2 separate regions of the Sus scrofa genome follow, and region 2 is linked to region 1. A link is a contact called in public HiChIP or PLAC-seq data. All regions are on one chromosome and are shown on one strand. Each heading gives the region's core, a stretch centred on a gene start, on an enhancer-like site or on the middle of the called end of the contact. The rest is flanking DNA. Distances are from core to core; before and after follow the strand shown.

Evidence for each region. HiChIP or PLAC-seq counts read pairs in DNA pulled down with a chosen protein or histone mark.
Region 2: a contact with region 1 is called in an H3K27ac HiChIP or PLAC-seq map of skeletal muscle, with 2.6 times the contacts expected there. The contact joins the promoter of ARHGAP27 here to the promoter of PLEKHM1 in region 1. A contact is called at or near these places in 1 of 5 promoter capture datasets (liver), 5 of 47 Hi-C or Micro-C datasets (alveolar macrophages, blood, liver and 2 more) and 2 of 2 datasets of contacts at active chromatin or transcription factors (alveolar macrophages and skeletal muscle).

The regions. Positions count from the first base shown.
Region 1 is chr12:17,982,114-17,985,822 of Sscrofa11.1, reverse strand. PLEKHM1 (pleckstrin homology domain-containing family M member 1) reads right to left here and starts at 1,654. Exons shown (of 13, transcript XM_005668717.3): 1 at 1,520-1,654.
Region 2 is chr12:18,034,912-18,038,620 of Sscrofa11.1, reverse strand. It overlaps ARHGAP27 (rho GTPase-activating protein 27), which reads right to left and starts at 1,614. Exons shown (of 17, transcript XM_021066834.1): 1 at 1,363-1,614. PLEKHM1 (pleckstrin homology domain-containing family M member 1) reads right to left here. Exons shown (of 13, transcript XM_005668717.3): 13 at 3,244-3,709.

The DNA of each region.
Region 1 (3,709 bases), core at 405-2,904:
GTACCCGCCCTGGCCCGGCCTCCTCAGGACTGTCTCACCTATCCTCTTCACAACCTGCAGCATCATCTCTGGCATCTATTGTGTTCCCTGTGTTCGGCATTAGGACAAGTCTGCCATCAGCTCCGGCTGGGAGGAGCACTGGGTGAGAATCCTTTAACAAGTGCCAGGACAACACACAAGGCCACGGCCAACCCCACACAGAGGTCCTCCTTAAGTTTCTCCTGGGTCAGAAAACCACCCAAAAGGAAGTGATGGCTTCCACAGTCCCAGGCTGAGTGTGCTAGGTGAGTGGCCATTCCTCACCTTCTGGGTATCTGGGTGATATCTGCCCTTCCAGCAGCCAACACAAGTCATTTAATATGAATGCTAGACACAGAACCCCTGCGGGCAGGCACAGGGGACCAGACACCCAGGAAGAACCCCTGCCCGGAGTGGGAGAGCTCTGCTTCTCCACACTTATTTACCACCTCAGACCCTGCATGTACCCTGACGCTGCTCAGACTCTAACTGCTGGGCTCTGAGCAAGCACCGACATTTTGGCTGTTGAGAAGCCACTAGTGGGGTTGGCGGGGGACTCTGCCCTAAATGCTCAGACTGAATGGGGACTGGATCAAGGGAATGTAGAGTTGAGGTGGGGGCAGCAGAGGTGGAGGGCGGAAGGCCTCATTCTATTTATTCATTTATTTATTTAGGCCTTGCCCAGAGCATGCAGTTCTGGGGCCAGGGATCAAACCCAAGCCACAGCAGTGACAACACCAGACCCTTAACCTGCGGAGCCACCACAGAACTCCAGCAGACCTCATTCTTGATAAGACTGGATGAGGGTGGTAGGAACTGGGGTACCAAGAGTTGGGGGCGGTATGGCAAAGACTTAGGGATGGGGGTGTCCTCAGGGTGGTTGAAGATGGACAGAAGTATTGGGTGGGCTAGGAAGTTAGGGGCTGAGTCTGTGAGGACAAGAAGAGACATGTAAGACCTGGGAGAGGACTGAGATCAGAGTTAGCAAAAAGAAAAGGGTGAGCCCACTTTGGTGGTGGGTCTTAAATGAGAGTGGGGCAGAAGTGCAGTGTTTAGGATGGGCAGACCTTGGGAAGCTTTGGAGAAGAAAATTGATTTTTAGATAAATCAGAATGGTGAGTCTCAAGGAGGCCCGTGTGTGGCAAGGGGACGGCCAAAGGGGTTGAGAGATGAAGATGAGATGTGTTAGAGGGAGGTGGAGGGATGTAGCTGAGGTCGAGGATGGAACTGGGCTAGAGTGAGGTCAAGGGTGAGGCTGCAGTTACGCAAGACCGCTGGTCAGGTCACGGCTGGGAAATGGAGCGGACAGGTCAGCAGCGGCTGTGCGGACTGAAGGCTAGGGTTCGAGTGGCGTGCGGGGTGCGGGCTGGGATGGGTGAGAGCTCTGAAGCAGGGCAACCAGGGGTTTGGGATCTCGGAGAGGGCTGCTGTCCTCTCTCCCGTTCGCGTCCGGGCCTCGCCGCCCCTCTGCTGCCCACCTCGCCCCTCAGCCCTAACTCACCAAAGGGAGCGGGGTGGGGGACTGGGCACTCCCGGCCGCTGCAGCCCCTAATCCCCCGACGGGACGCTGCGGCCTCCCCGCCACTGACAACAGGAAGCGACTCCCGAGGCGCCTGACGACACCACGTCAGACCTGCGTCTGGCCCCGCCCCTGTCCCACGGAGCCAATCGCGGGGCTCGAAGGAGCCGTGGGGGCGGAACCAGCGCTCTCCGAAGCCGAAGTGTTCCCAGGCCCCACAGCGGATACGCGGTTTGGAAGAGTCCGGACTTCGGAACCCTAGCCGGGCGCAGAGAGGCACGGCCGCTGATGCCAGGCGGGATGCGTTCTTACCGCCCGCTTCTGGCAGAGCCTGCGTCAGACGAGATCCTGGCCTCTGACCTCATCTAGCCTCAGCACCATCTGTGTAGAATTAGTGCCGTCTCTCTCTCGGCATCCTTCAGAGAAGATTGCCCACTTGTAAAGTGGGACCAACGCCTACCCTCTTTTTGTCTCTCCCAGGGCATCAGCGTTGCCCGGTGGGCAGAACCCCGGCCCAATTTGGAGCCTCCTTCCCTCCTGGTGGCTCTCAGGAAAAACATCTTTAACCACACCTTATACCAAGGGAGCGTCTTGAGGTTCCCTGGGCATTCTTCTGTAACCTGCCGTCAGCCCCGTGCTGCACAAGTTCAAGCGTCCAGATATTCTCATATAGCCTTGTAATTGTTTGCTTTCCATCATAGAAATGATATATCTCTTTTAAATGAACTCAGAAGGAAAGGTCAAAAGTAGCAGGGAATGTCTGCAGTGCTTCAGACATTTAATACATGCAGGCTTTGATAGACTGGGAGCCTAGGGCCTGAGTGTGGGGCAGGGGTGAAGAGGTATCACTGTAGGTAAGTACAGGGGAACTTGGGGTCGCTACAAGGCTGAGGAGGGTTGAGGACAGACCAGTTCTTGGGAGCCAGCTCCACTAATCTCCACTCCACTGGCCTCTTTTTTTTTTTTTTTTTTTTTTCTGTTTTCATTTCTTTTTGCCTTTTCTAGAGCCACTCCCGAGGCATATGGAGGTTCCCAGGCTAGGGGTCTAATCAGAGCTGTAGCTGCCGGCCTACGCCAGAGCCACAGCAACGCAGGATCCGAGCTGCATCTGCGACCTACACCACAGCTCACGGCAACGCCAGATCCTTAACCCACTGAGCAAGGCCAGGGATAGAACCTGCAACCTCATGGTTCCTAGTCGGATTCATTAACCACTGAGCCACGATGGGAACTCCCTCCATTGGCCTCTTCAGAAAAAGTGTCCTTCATATTTCTGAGAAGGTTGAGGTTCCAGTGTAAGCAGATAGGGTAGGAGGTCCGGGGAAGAAAGAACCTGATACAGGTTTTTGACATAAGAGAAGCCATTTTAGGCCTAAGCCATTTTAGGATCTAAGCCTGGCCACAATGCTTACCCTTAAGCCGGTCTCAGTAATTAATGACCTTAAGGGAATGAAGGAATGCAGGAACAGAGGAAAAGCAGTCAAGAAACAACAGTTCAGCCATAAAACCAAGTCCTAGTTCCTTCTCAAGGGATACGCATAACAATCTGATAAATATCTTTGAGTTGTACTGCAAGAAAGAAGACTCCCACGCTGGTGGAGGGTGGTTAACTACATGCTAGGACCCCAGACAGGTGATGTCGACCTTTTCTGACCCTCGTGACTTCAGTCAACTAAAGTTTGAACTCTGTCAACTTTTACCCCAATTCTATGTTGAGTTCTACTCTGCCTAAGCCCCTTTGTGAGTGTGCATATGAGGCAGAATAATAATTCAGGTAGTTAGTGTAGAAATATGGGCTTCAATATATTCCCTGATTAATGTCCATGGTTTAAGATTTGTAAAAAAAAATCTAGGGATTTCCTGTCATGGCTCAGCAATAACAAACCTGACTAGTACCCATGAGGATGCCAGTTCAATCCTTGGCCTTACTGAGTGGATTAAGGATCCAATGTTGCCCTGAGCCATGGTGTAGGTTGCTTACGTGGCTCGGATCCTCTGTTGCTGTGGCTGTGGTGTAGGCTGGCAGCTGCAGCTCTGATTTGACCCCTAGCGTGGGAAACTCCATGTGCCGTGGGTGTGGCCCTAAAAAGCAAAAAATTAAAAAAAAAAAAAAGATTTGTAAAAATAATCTAGACAAATAGCCCTTGCTTGTTGAAAGATCAACTATTGAAA
Region 2 (3,709 bases), core at 365-2,864, 53 kb before region 1:
AAAGATGGCCTGTGACTGGCAGCTGGGAGCTCAGCCTCTTGCAGAATCTGAGGGACCCAAGGTACACGGTCGGCCGGCGGGGCGCAAAGCGCTCCTTCTGTTTCTCAAGCTTTCCTTGATGGGTAAGGGGTATAAACGGAGTGACTGAGCACACGGAGCCCTGGAGGTGGGTGGGCGTCGGTGAGCTGACCGGAGCTAAGCCAACAATCTCAAGAGAGGACACCTTTTCTCACCACCTTCCCCCGGACCCCCGCCGCTCACTCACGTGGGCAGGGCGGGCCTCACTGAGCCCATGGGCTGGCAGGGCGGAGCCGGCGGATGGATGCAGGTTAGGTCCCCGCCATCTCCTTGGGCGGGGCTTCCAAGAGTTCGGCTGGAGAGACCTCTGGGAGCCGGAGCTGGCAAGGGGAGCAAAGAGGGAGAGGGGTACTCGGGAGGGCTGCCTCCGTCTCCCAAGGCGTCTGTGTTAGGGAGGGGCGAGAAGCCAGACGGAGTTTGCTGGTGCCGGTGGGGATACTGGGGGCGCGGCCCGGAGCAGAAGGCCTGAGGGAGGGGTAGGGGCAGGGAGGGCTGCGACCAAAGGGTCGCCGGCGGGTCGCGAGCCGAGCCAAGGAAGGGTAGCGTCCCGCCCCTGCCCGCCCCACCCCCACGGGCGGGAGTCGTTGCCCGGGAGCCTCTGCTTCCCGTGGGCGCAACGCTCAGGGACTGGTCGACCAGGGCTTGCAGTCTCGCCAGGACGTTCCCAATCCGAGCCAGGCCATTTGCATTCTGAACCGTCCGGATTGGAGGCATTACCCGTTCCGGGCCGGTTTCCGTCCTCCCCAGGCCCTTTCCGAAACAGCTCGGCTGGGCCTGGAAAAACTTGGAGCAGGGTTCCCATGGCAGGGACGCTCCCTTCCCAGGGCAGGGAGCCGGAGCGCAGGGTCACAGGCAAGGTGGGGAGGGGACCCGACCCTTGGCTCCTTCCCCGGCCCTGGGGGAGCGAAGAGAAGGAAAGGGCTGGTGGGGAGCCTGGAGGACCCCTGGAGCGCGAGGACCGACCCGTCGCCAGGAGGTGCCCTATGTCCACTGCCCAGGAGACGGACGAGAGCCACGGCGGCGCCAACGCCTGGGTCGGCGCTGGGGGCCTGGGGCTGGGTCTCTCGTACCCCGGGACAGGGGGCCCTTCGCCTCCCATCTCCTCCCAGAGGGAGAGGAGGCTCCTTCCCGCGCGGCCCTCCTCTAGGGTCCGCGCAGCTTCCTCTCCAGCGCGGTGCGAAGGGGCTGGCGCGCGGTGCTCCCGGGTGAGGACCCGCCGCCACCTGTGGTCTCCCCATCCCACCCCAGCTCAACACCCCGCCCAGTCCAGCCCGGCCCCGGCACCTCGGGGTGTCCGCTCGCTGGCCTCGCCTCCACTTGTCCCGGCGGGCGCACGGGGCTCGGCGTCCGGCGCTCCCTCCTCCACCGCCCAGCTCCCGCGCTGCCCTGTTTCCTGTTCAACAATATAGCGAGGGAGGCACCAGCGGAGAGCACCCGGCAGAACTTCCTCCCCGGCTGGGGCTGCGGCTGTGAGAGACAATCCCCGGTGTCCTGGCTTCCTGTCCCCTCTGGGACGGGCCAGCGCCCCAGGAGCAGAGACGCCACCCCCTTCCCCTGCGCCTCCCGGGATCCTGGGCCACACCTGGCTGTCTCCTGCAGGTGGAGGCAGCAGGGCCAGGATGGTGGGACAAGAGGCAAAGAAGCCTCCTCACCAACTTTTTGCCAGATTTCCTTCCCAGTGCTCTATTCCATCCCCCTTCCCACCATGCCTGGCCTTGATCTTTGTAGGGGAGGAAGGCTCCCCCCCCCAGTCTGTCCTTAGAGTAAGTTCAGGACAGCTTCCTGGGGCTGCGCTCAAGATCCACACCTTATCTCTGCATCTCAGTTTTCTTTCCTATAAACTGGGAACAGTGAGACGTCATAGGATTGTTGAGATTAAATGAGATGCATTAAGCACAATATATTGTTATCATCACCTAAGAACACACATTAGGAGTGCCTGCTGTGGCACAAAGGGATCTGAGGCATCTCTGGAGTCCTGGGAGGCAGATTCAATTATTGGCCCAGCACGGGGGCGGGGTGGGAGGGGAAGTGGTTCAAAGGATCTGGCGTTGCCACAGGCGTAGGTTGCAACCTCCGCTGGGATCTGACCCCCGGCAGGGGAACTCCATATGCCGAGGGGCAGCAAACACACACACATACACCCCCAGAAAAACCCCACACACCCCTCACATATTGTATTGGTCATTGTTATCACCAATTGTATTATGAAATGAGCTGTCCTCGTCTTTGGGGTTGGACTGAGGTCTCCAAACCCCCATCCTCCTTTAGGCAGGAGAGGGGGAGGGAGAAACAAGTGCTCAGAAGCATCTTGCTAAGGATGGAGGGCTGAGTCCAAAGGCAGGGCAGTGCACAGGTCGTGTGCCCGTGGCCCTCACACAGGTTCCTGTTGTCTTCTCAGAGCCCACCACCACCTGGGGCTCATGGGATGGGCAGAGGGAGCTCCCTCCTAGGCTGAAAGGCTTCGAGAACAGGAAACTGCAGACCTGGATGTCTTTCATTCCCATTTTCCTACAGTCCGGTTTCCCTGGGAATTCATCTGTTTCCTTCTGTCTTGACAATGGGCAGTGGTGGGCTTCCCCCTGCAGCCCGCCCCCTCCCTTCTCCTGGAACTCCATAGGCAGGTCAGCAGCCAAGGAAAGGCCATTTTGAGCCCTAAAACTGTGAGCCCTGAATCGGGCCCTGCTTGTAAGCCTTTGCTTCCTGAGTCCCTTCTCTCACCTTGGATAACCTCCTAGGAAATAGAGTCCTGTGGGTTTCACACGTTGCTGTTTCAGGGGTCGGTGCGTTGACATTTAAGCCACAGCAAAGAAGCCATCTTGGTGGGATTCCAGGCACTGGCTTCAGTTATATGCGTGTATGTGAGTAAACCTCCCCCAAAGCCCTGAAATCCTACCCCACAGGGGGCGGTGGGTGACTCTGAGGCGAGGCAAGGGTGGGCTACAGACTGAAGAATGACCTTCCTTCTTCGTGCCCACTCCTGGCACACAAGCTGCTTGCTTGCAAATGTTTCCCACTAACTGCCCCCCTCCAGATCTCCCCCCCGCCCCCCGGGGTTGATGGAGCGCTGACGAGGAGAGCGAGGGAGCGGCTCTCAGATGATAAAACATGGAGGGCCTGTGGTTTGCCCAATCAGCGGCCGCATTAAGATTCAGAAACCACAGATTAGAAAGATCAAGTCTTTACTGCAAAAATCATTCCAAAAACAAAAAACAAAAAACAAAAAAAAAACCCCACATGGCAGCAGTTCCTTCGGTACATTGCAAAGCACTTCTCAGGGCCGGGGCCCCTCTCTAGAAACAGTTTATTGCATAAAATGAAATTTTAAAAATAGTGTGGGCACTACCAAGGTTCACATCAGCTTTCCATTGGAGGTGAAGGGATACAAGTCAAGTCATCTGAAAGCATCAGCAGCTTCTTGGTTTGGGGCAGGGTCTGATGCTACTTATCTCTGGGAGGGCGGGAAGTGGGGTGCCTCAGGCCCCTCTGGACCAGAGTGAGCTCCTCAAGGGCCTCCCTCCTGCTGCCTCCTAGGCACCTTCTGGAATACAGAATATATTCACAGGCCCGAGGAACCAGGCTCAGGGGGCACTGCGCACCTCAGGCCCACTCAGGGATCTGGGCCAGTTAT